Regions from separate parts of the Mus musculus genome. Here region 2 is linked to region 1. Evidence: chromatin contacts called from public HiChIP or PLAC-seq data. All regions are on one chromosome and are shown on one strand. Each heading gives the region's core, a stretch centred on a gene start, on an enhancer-like site or on the middle of the called end of the contact. The rest is flanking DNA. Distances are from core to core; before and after follow the strand shown. Region 1 holds the start of Gli1 (GLI-Kruppel family member GLI1). Region 2 overlaps Agap2 (ArfGAP with GTPase domain, ankyrin repeat and PH domain 2).

The links. HiChIP or PLAC-seq counts read pairs in DNA pulled down with a chosen protein or histone mark.
Region 2: an HNF4G HiChIP or PLAC-seq map of pancreatic cancer cells shows a contact between it and region 1. The contact joins the enhancer-like site here to the promoter of Gli1 in region 1. A contact is called at or near these places in 1 of 484 Hi-C or Micro-C datasets (differentiating embryonic stem cells), 5 of 115 datasets of contacts at active chromatin or transcription factors (embryonic stem cells, memory CD8 T cells and pancreatic cancer cells) and 1 of 9 other capture datasets (liver).

Annotation. Positions count from the first base shown.
Region 1 is chr10:127,339,918-127,344,223 of GRCm38.p6, reverse strand. Gli1 (GLI-Kruppel family member GLI1) reads left to right here and starts at 2,645. Exons shown (of 13, transcript NM_010296.2): 1 at 2,645-2,665; 2 at 2,906-3,019.
Region 2 is chr10:127,090,321-127,094,459 of GRCm38.p6, reverse strand. Agap2 (ArfGAP with GTPase domain, ankyrin repeat and PH domain 2) reads right to left here. Exons shown (of 19, transcript NM_001033263.5): 15 at 3,885-4,033; 16 at 3,698-3,788; 17 at 3,363-3,585; 18 at 3,012-3,267; 19 at 1,290-2,890. The coding sequence ends at 2,648. It overlaps Os9 (amplified in osteosarcoma), which reads left to right. Exons shown (of 15, transcript NM_001171026.1): 15 at 1-201. Among named protein-coding and RNA genes, the nearest start is that of Agap2, 13 kb to the right of the region's middle. Within about 2 kb of position 2,754, at least 45 of the 459 cell types and tissues checked have an H3K27ac peak or open chromatin away from gene starts, as enhancers often do. A contact at or near this core is called in pancreatic cancer cells, where this site is marked.

The sequences.
Region 1 (4,306 bases), core at 1,396-3,895:
CAAAATGAAAAGGTAAATTAAAACTTTAAATAGAAAGTAGAAAGATGTGCATAATAGTACATGCCTTTAATCCCAGCACTGGGAAGACAGAAGCAAGGGCATCTCTGTAAGTTCAAGGCCAGCCTGATCTACATAGAAAGTTCCAGGTCAACCAGGACCAACATGGAGAAACTCTGTTTCAAAAGCAATCATCCAATCAGGGGCTGGCAAGATGGCTCAGTGGCTAAGAGCAAGGACTGCTCTTCCAGAGGTCCTGAGCTCAATTCCCAGCAACCACATGATGGCTCACGATCTCTCATAAATCCACTTTCAGAGGCTCTGACCTTACTCTATGACCTCCTCAGACACCAGAAATGCACGCAGTATACATACATGTATACATACATGCAAGACATTTCTACATATCAAGTAAATACATAATAAAAACTAATTTTATAAAAATTACATATACGGCTGAAGAGATGGCTCAGCAGTTAAGAGCACTGACTGCTCTTCTAAAGGTCCTGAGTTCAATTCCCAGCAACCACATGGTGGCTCACAACCATCTGTAATGGGATCTGATGCCCTCTTCTGGAGTGTCAGAAGACAGCTACAGTGTACTCATAAATAAAAATTACATATATATCTCAAAACAGGGTTTCTCTGTGAAGCCCTGGCTGTCCTGGAACTCACTCTGTAGACCAGACAGACTCAGAGATCTGCCTGCCTCTGCCTCCCGAGTGCTGGGGTTAAAGGCGTGCGCCAGACAGCCTGGAAATAAAACAGTTAATTTTAAGTGAATACAGGAGAAAGCAGTCTTGTGGTTTGTGCTTGTCACCGAAGCACTGGGGAGGCTGAGGCCTGGACAGCTGTGAGCCTGAGCTCAGCCTGGGCTCCTGAGTAAACTCTGGGTCAGCCTGGACTACTGAGTAACAGTCTGTCATCAAAACACAAAAGCATTTCCCTTTCCGCAGAACTCAAAAGGCTCCAAAACTGTCAGTCTGTGTAAGACAAGTCACATGACACGTGTAGAACTCTTTCTCTGTGGTTACTGGTCTGGCCTGGCTGTGGGTACCTTGTAAATTTCATGGATGTAACTTGTCAGTTATATGGAGTGTTGTCCCTTATCTGTTTCTACTGTGACTCCTTGCACTTGTTAGGTCTCATATGTGTCCCTGTCTTCATCTTAATTTTTTTTTTTTTTTTTTTTGGAGACAGGGTTTCTCTGTGTAGCCCTGGCTGTCCTGGAACTCACTCTGTAGACCAGGCTGGCCTCGAACTCAGAAATCCGCCTGCCTCTGCCTCCCGAGTGCTGGGATTAAAGGTGTATGCCACCACTGCTTGGCCCATCTTAATTTAAAAACAAAAAACAAACAAACAAAAAACACTTACTTTGCAGAGCCAAGAAGGTGGTTTAAAAACAGCGCTATGGCCTGAGAGATCTGTTTAAGGGAAGACTCTCTCTCCCCACCCCGCCATGCTTTTGAGTCTTTCTCAGGTGGGAAACTGAAATAGAGGCCCTCTCTCTGTGTCCAGTCACCATGGTAACACAGATTCAAAGAGACAGGGTACTCCCCTATCACGAACTACCCAAGGGGCTCGCAATCTTCCCTGGCGTGCCCTTCTGTTTCTTTGAGCTCACGCAGCTCCCTGGGCATCCGATTGGGCTTTGGGGACAGGAACCTGTCAAATTTCCTTAAGTTCGCCAGTGCAATCATTTCCACTCCGAGGGGTGCCATGTGCTAGGACGACCAGCAGAGGGCGCGAAAAGCCTTAAAGAGAGAGGTGTGGAGGTGGCAACTGCGTCCAGAATTTGGAGATGGAGAACGGAGTTTCTCCAGAGAGGTACTCTACACAGAGCACCACTGTCCTCAGTGATCTGTGAATGCACATTCTGCACTTAGAACTCTAGCCCGTGTTCTTCCTTCATGTTCCATAGGTCGCACCCCCTCCCCTCCTCTACATCAGTCAACCCAACTTCTTTCTCCCAAACCCCAACTCTCCAAATGCTCCACGTTCCATCCAAAGAGTGAGGCTGGCCTACAGACCACGACATGGGGAAAGCTCAGTTACGACCAATGAAGCCGAAGACCGAGGCTTCTGGTTTAACTTTCTGGGTGAGCTTTCCCCCCTCCCTCTCCCGCCGCGCAATATTTTCCTCAATGTTTTCCTGGCTCTGGTTCAGAGCCTCTTCGTGGACAGCCGATCCAGGGATCCGCGCCGGGATTTACTGTCCACCAAGAGCAGCGTGTTCGGGCGGGGGGGGGGGTAGTAGGCAGTATAGGGTCCCTCAAGGGAGGGGGAGGATCCTGGGGGTCCTGGGGGTGCCATAAGCCCGGCACCCCCTCTCTAGCTTCTATCCACCCAGCTCATCTTCTAGAACGGTCCGAAGGAAGGATATACGAGGGAAGTGAGCGGGAAGAGCCGTAGCGTGCGGGTGGCAACAGCGAGAAAAAGTTTTTGCAAAGGGGAAAAAAAAAGTTTGCGCTTCTCGCGGGTGGTCCCGGCTCGAGGCCCGGCGGGCTGGGCCGGCGGGAGGGCTGGGGGCCAGGTTGGGAGGGTGGGGTGGCACTGAAGCTGCGCTGCAGTGGCCCTGTGACCCCCCTCCCCGCCACACACCTCCCCCCCCCCCCAGCCCAGTTTCCAGCCCTGGACCACGCATCCCGAGCACCGCGCCCCGACGGAGGTGAGAGGGGGGCAGGCGGGAGACCACCTGGGAGCGATGGGGGAGGGGCTGAGGAGATGCTCTGACGCCTAGGGACTCACCCTATCCCAGAAGGAGACCTGGGGCTCAGAGGCAATATGGGGTTGGGAGAGTTTGGGGAGAGCAATTAGGAAGTTTGGGTGTTTTCTTGTTTTGCTTTAATTTGTGCCTTCTTTTCTCTGCATCCCCTTCTTTTTTTCTGACAATCTGTGTCTGTCCCAGGTCTCTTTGTCCGCGCCTCTCCCACATACTAGAAATCTCTCCCTTTCTTGAGGTTGGGATGAAGAAGCAGTTGGGACGGCCAGCTGGAGGTCTGCGTGGTAGAGGGAACTCCAGGTGCGTCTCTGAGCGCCGTTGGAAGACGTCAGTGTTTCTAAGACGGGACCCACCGCAAAAGAAGGGAGCGCTCAGTGGGGTGGGAGTAGCGGTGTGCCAGGCAACAGAACCCCTGAGGGCCGGGCTGGGATTGGACTCCTGACCTGTGGCTGTGACAGATGTGCACATGGGGTTTAGGGGCAAAGGAGTGGGTTTGGACTCGGGAGGAGGCTGGGTGGGTTTCCTAACATGCGGTGTAGGCCGTAGAAAATCCCTAGGAATTCTGGACTTCTGAGTTCCCAAAGACTGTGGGCAGGGCCCCCGAGGAAGAGGAAGAGCTGGGGAGACCTTGTTTTGACCCTCTGACCTCAGGACCACCGGGGCAGCTGAAGCCAGGCGCCGGGAGACCCCTACTGGGGCAGAGCGGGACCACTGGCTACTGCCAGCTTGTGTATCCCTGTTGGCCCCCCGCCCAAGCGGGATCTGGGGACCGAGGCCCCTCCTCTGGCTCAGACCACCCTGCCTGCCCTTGCTCCCCGCTCTGAATCCTCTTTCAGGCCCCATGACCCTGAAACAATCAACCCAGGACAGTTAGCTTTGGGAACAGCATCAAGGAAAGGAAACTCCGTAGAGGCCGAGGGTTTGGGGCATCCGGAGAACCAGGGACTTTATGGTATAGGTCTTTCCTTCCAGTACGGGGAGAAAAGATGGGCAGTTTTCTTCTGGGAAGAAAGTTCGTGAACGCGGGTGATTTACCCTAGGGGGGCGGGGTTCAGAAGGACCCCCCTCCATTATCTCTCTGGGCATCCCCGCCGGACAGACGTCTCCGACTCACTCTTGACGTCACTAGGGGGTTCCCGGGGGTCTATAGGGGTTAACCCTTAGGAAGCCGGCGGAGATACCCAGGAATCCAAGGTGTCCTCTCCGCGCACACCTTATTTACACAGGCACTTCTTTCTCTTAGTTTCTGGTTTCTTTTTTCCCACTCCACTATAGGGACCCCACTTTCCAATAGTGCCTCCCCCCCCCCCCCGGGCGCTACTGCCTGCTTTCAGGATGCGCTGAGAGAGGGAAGAATGTTCCACCCTTCACCCCCCCCCTCGCTTTTCTGGGCTCCCCAGGCGGGCGGGGAAGCTGAGCCGTCTGCAGCCAGAGCCTGCGGCGGCGACTTGGGTGGGCCGAGAAGGCACGGGGGCGGGGAAGGCGGGACCGGGAAAAGGGGGTGGGGCCGACTCCAGGGAGTTGGGGAGAAGGGGTACGTACGTAGAGGACTCTAGAAAATAGACTGCGAAGATGATTCGGGTCTTT
Region 2 (4,139 bases), core at 1,505-4,004, 250 kb after region 1:
GGGCATGGCATCCAGAAGAGGGTGGAGAGGTGCACGGCTGCCGAGGAGGGGCTGTGTGGGCACTGAAGGAGCAGCAGCTTGCCTGTGCCTGTCCAGGGCCACCCACCCCTCCTTCTCAGCCCCAGTCTAGGGGGCTTGAAATCTTGTCATTCCCCACAAAGCTAATGTCACCCATTAAAGTAAATCAACTAGTTGGCGGTAGAGTTTGCGGACAATCCTGACCCTCTTCCGCTGGCCTGTGGATCCCTTGACAAGCGACTCTGTTCTGTCCAGGGTCCTTGTTTCCTCCCCAGATCCGAACACACTGAGCTTCTAAGGTAGGGTGTGAGCTTTTGCTAGAAGGGAAGGTGGCGATGCTGTAGGGGAGAATCAAGGTCTCGGCTCAGTGGGATCTGCCAGGTCTCCCCCACTTTGTCCCTCTCTACCACTCCTCCCTGGGTCATGCTGATGTGCTAGGTGGTTACCCAGCCAGGAGCTCTGCAGAGCAGCTTCCAGATGAGACCTGTTTCTGGAGGTCTGACCAGACCGTGTCAGCTCACTGGCACGTCTACAGTGAACACTTTAGAGGACACTTAGAACCAATCCTATCCAAAGACGCCGGTACGGCCAACTGACTCCTCAGGGTAGACGATAGCAGGTGGGGACCCAACCTGCTCTAGCCACTAGCCCAGTACCACCCTGGCTGAGCCTTTATCAGGCCTGGTGCTTACAGCTTCTACACACAAAAGGCAGGGCTGGCTATGTGCAAGCTGCCATGCTATGACCCAGGCCACCATGACCAGGTGACCCTAAAACAATAAAAGTGAGCAAATACCTGGACCTTGTGGACCTTTGGGCCTGCCGAATGGTTGGGAAATCTTTTGCCCCTTCAGTCCCTACTGTCCCACCTCCATCAGCTCTGTTGCCTAGTGACCAAAGCATCTTCCCCAGGGTCACTGCACTTACAGGGGTCCCCTCAACACTAAGAGGCCACTGGGTTCACTTGTCCAACAACCCCACCTTCTCAGTCCTCAACTCCCGAGGCCTGTCTCTTTCTCCAAACACCAGGCTCCAACTCCTTCCCAGGCTCAGCATCAATTGTGCATCTAACATCTGCTCTTGGGTTCCCACTGTTGCTCCTACCTCATAAACCCAGGGTTGTTGTACAAAGCTGGAACTACCTCTGTGCCCATGGGTGCTGTCTTAGCCCCAGCCCAGAAACCAGAACTTCTGCTTAATCCTTTCCCATCCCCAACATGGAGACCACACCCTCACCTGCCTGTCGAATAACAGACCAGCATCTCACCCCCTAGACAAAATCACTTGCTCTTTAATTGCTGTTAAGATTCACACCACCTGCTTTGGAGGTGAGGGGGGTAACCCCTGCCCCCTCTTCACTCCACTCCCCAATTACCTGGTCTTTTGCAAAATATTTTAGCCAGGAAAAAAAAAAAAAAAAAAAAAAAAAAAGACCGGAAACCACTGACACAGACAGCCCAAAGCCGGGCTGACTAAGGGTGGCAGGGCTGGGCCAGATAAGTCCACACCACCTCTCCCTTTCTGGGGATGGGGGCCAGGACCTTAAAGTCCTCCCAACCACTACACACCCTCTCAGCCCTGGCTGGGAGGGAGCAAAGGATAGAAAAAACGGACCTGGAGCTGCTCCAGGGAGAGAGGGGCTGGACAGAAAGGATTATGGGGGAGGGGTCCCGTTGTAGGGGTGCCCCCTACCCCAGATCACCACGGGCGCTGCACAGTCACAGGTACGCAGTCACGGTCACAGACACAACCCGAGAGCACCCCCACCCTACCCCACCCCTGCCCACCCCTGGCTTCCCCTACCCTGATATGCCCTCCCCTCGCCCCTACCCACCCCATCCCCATGTTGGGGAACAAAGCAATAAATTACAAGGCCCCTCTCTAGTCACCTCCTGTTCCAATCCTTCTCCCTCTACCCCATGATCGTAAGGGGAAGGACCCAGGCTCTCGGCTCCCCCTGGCTCTTTAGCTTCCATTCATAAGATAGGTAGAGGGGGGATATCTGATTTCCACTCCTCATGGTCCCTTTCACGGAAAGGGTTGGGGACCCCTCCACCTCCATGGGCAGCAGGGGTCCTGCCCCTCGCTGCCCTCCCCCCTCACTGGGCAGTGAGATTAGCATGGAAGGGGTGGGGTCCCCAAGTTGGTCCCAAATCTCAGGGCTAGTCTTCCACGTACTAACCCCTCCCTCTGGCGTGGAGTTGCCCCAGGAGCCAGCCTGGGATTCGGCTCCCGCCACCCGATTGTAGAACGCAGGCAGGATTGGATCTTTTCCCCGCCCCTAGGGGGGGCACAAGCCAGCAAGTCCAAACACCTTGGAGCCCGGAACAGCTGCAAGGGAGTGCCCACCTACAAACACCCAGCAGGTAGACCCAGGGCAATCCAAGTAAGAAAGCTGTGAAGTAGGGGCGTGATGAGCTAGGGTCTCCATGCCTCACTGGGGAGAGGGAGGTGAGTTTGTGTCTCCTGGGAGGCGTGCGGGGCTGTGCCCTCGTGGGGGTAGAAAGTGCTCCCGTGGGGCGGGGTGCGGACTGGAGAGGTGAGTGGGTGCATCTGTCCAACGGTCCACCCGGTGTAGTCGTGCCCGGCCCGCGCGGGGGTGGGGGGTGTCTCTCCCGCTGCTGGGCAACTATACCAGCGCGATCGTGGTGTCCACGCGGCCCAAGCTGGCAGCACTGCTCCGGCGCCTCGGGCTGGGCGTGGCGGTAATGCTGGGGGTGGTGGCCGCGCTGGGCGTGGTGGCCGTGCTGCCGCCCTCTCCCGGGCAGCCGTGCTGGAGAAGGATGTCTGCACACAGCTGGCTGCCAGCCTGGCGGGCATAGAACAGTGCCGTGCGGCCTTGCGCATCGCGGGCCGCCACGTCTGCGCCATACTGCAGGAGGAAAAGGTCGTGTGACCACACACCATCCAGGGGACCTCCACCCACATGTTGCCCACCCGACACCTCCAAGCCCACCTCCAGGCTCCCTTTCCCTACCTCTCCGCTCACGTACCCACAACAGCAGCTGTGTAATGACAACGTGGGCGAGCTCGGCCGCCAAGTGCAGCGGCGAGCGGAGCTGCGGGTCCTCCACGCTGGTGTCGAGCGGCCCATGTCGCGCGTGGGCCAGAAGCAGCAGAACGGCGGCCACGTCCTGGGCCTCCACAGCGGCCCACAGTTGGCGGCCCAGCGGCTCCTCCGTGGTGCCCAGAGGCGCCAGGAACAGCAGCTGCTCATACTTGGCGCGAATCCACGACTCACGCTCCTCCCTGCAGCACCAGGGACCAAGGAAAAGAGTTATAAGGGACCTCTTATCCGGACCTCCCAGGAATCGTACACCCTCACGCTGATCCTCGATCCTTACCGCGAAGAGTCCCGTGTAGGCTTGGCACGGCCTCGAGTGTCGCTCTCCCACACGCGGTTGGCTGTGTCGTTGCCAATGGCCGTCAGCACCAGGGTCAGCTCCCGCGGCCAGTCATCCAAATCCAGTGAACGCACTCGGGACAGGTGTGTGCCCAGGTTCCGGTGGATGCCAGAACACTCGATGCAGATGAGTGCGCCCAGATTCAAACTGGCCCACGTGGGGTCTGAGACAGGATGCAACAGTAAGACAAACACCCCACCATTCAACGAACTGCAGCTAACTCCGTACTCTGGGACCCCACCCTCCAATTCCCTCAGCGGTGCCCTTGCACTTACTGGGAGCTCCACAGTCCACACAGGTCGAGTTTCCCTTTGCGTTGCGGATCGCCTGGATGGCCACAGCTTCGCTTTGGCTGTCAGTGCGCAGCTGCAGAGGAGTTGAAGTTAGCTCTGGCACAGCGTACCTCTGACCCTCCCCCCAGCCTCTCCTGCTAGCCTCCATCCATAGCATCAAATCGGTTACCTTGACCTTGCTGCTCTCACAGCACTGCAGACTGGCCAGGATCTGACTCTCAATGGCCTGAACCCAAGCATCCCGCTCCTCAAAGCTGGCTGCCTCAAAGTGCCACGTCTGACCAGTGCTGGACACGATCAGGAACTCAAAGTTTTCCTCTGAGTGGGTGGATGGAGAGGTCATGAGGGGCAGAGTTCAAGCAGGAGGCCTTCCCCCAAACCCTTCCTCCCTGATGTCCTTGGAGCCCTTAGGAGGGGGACAGTA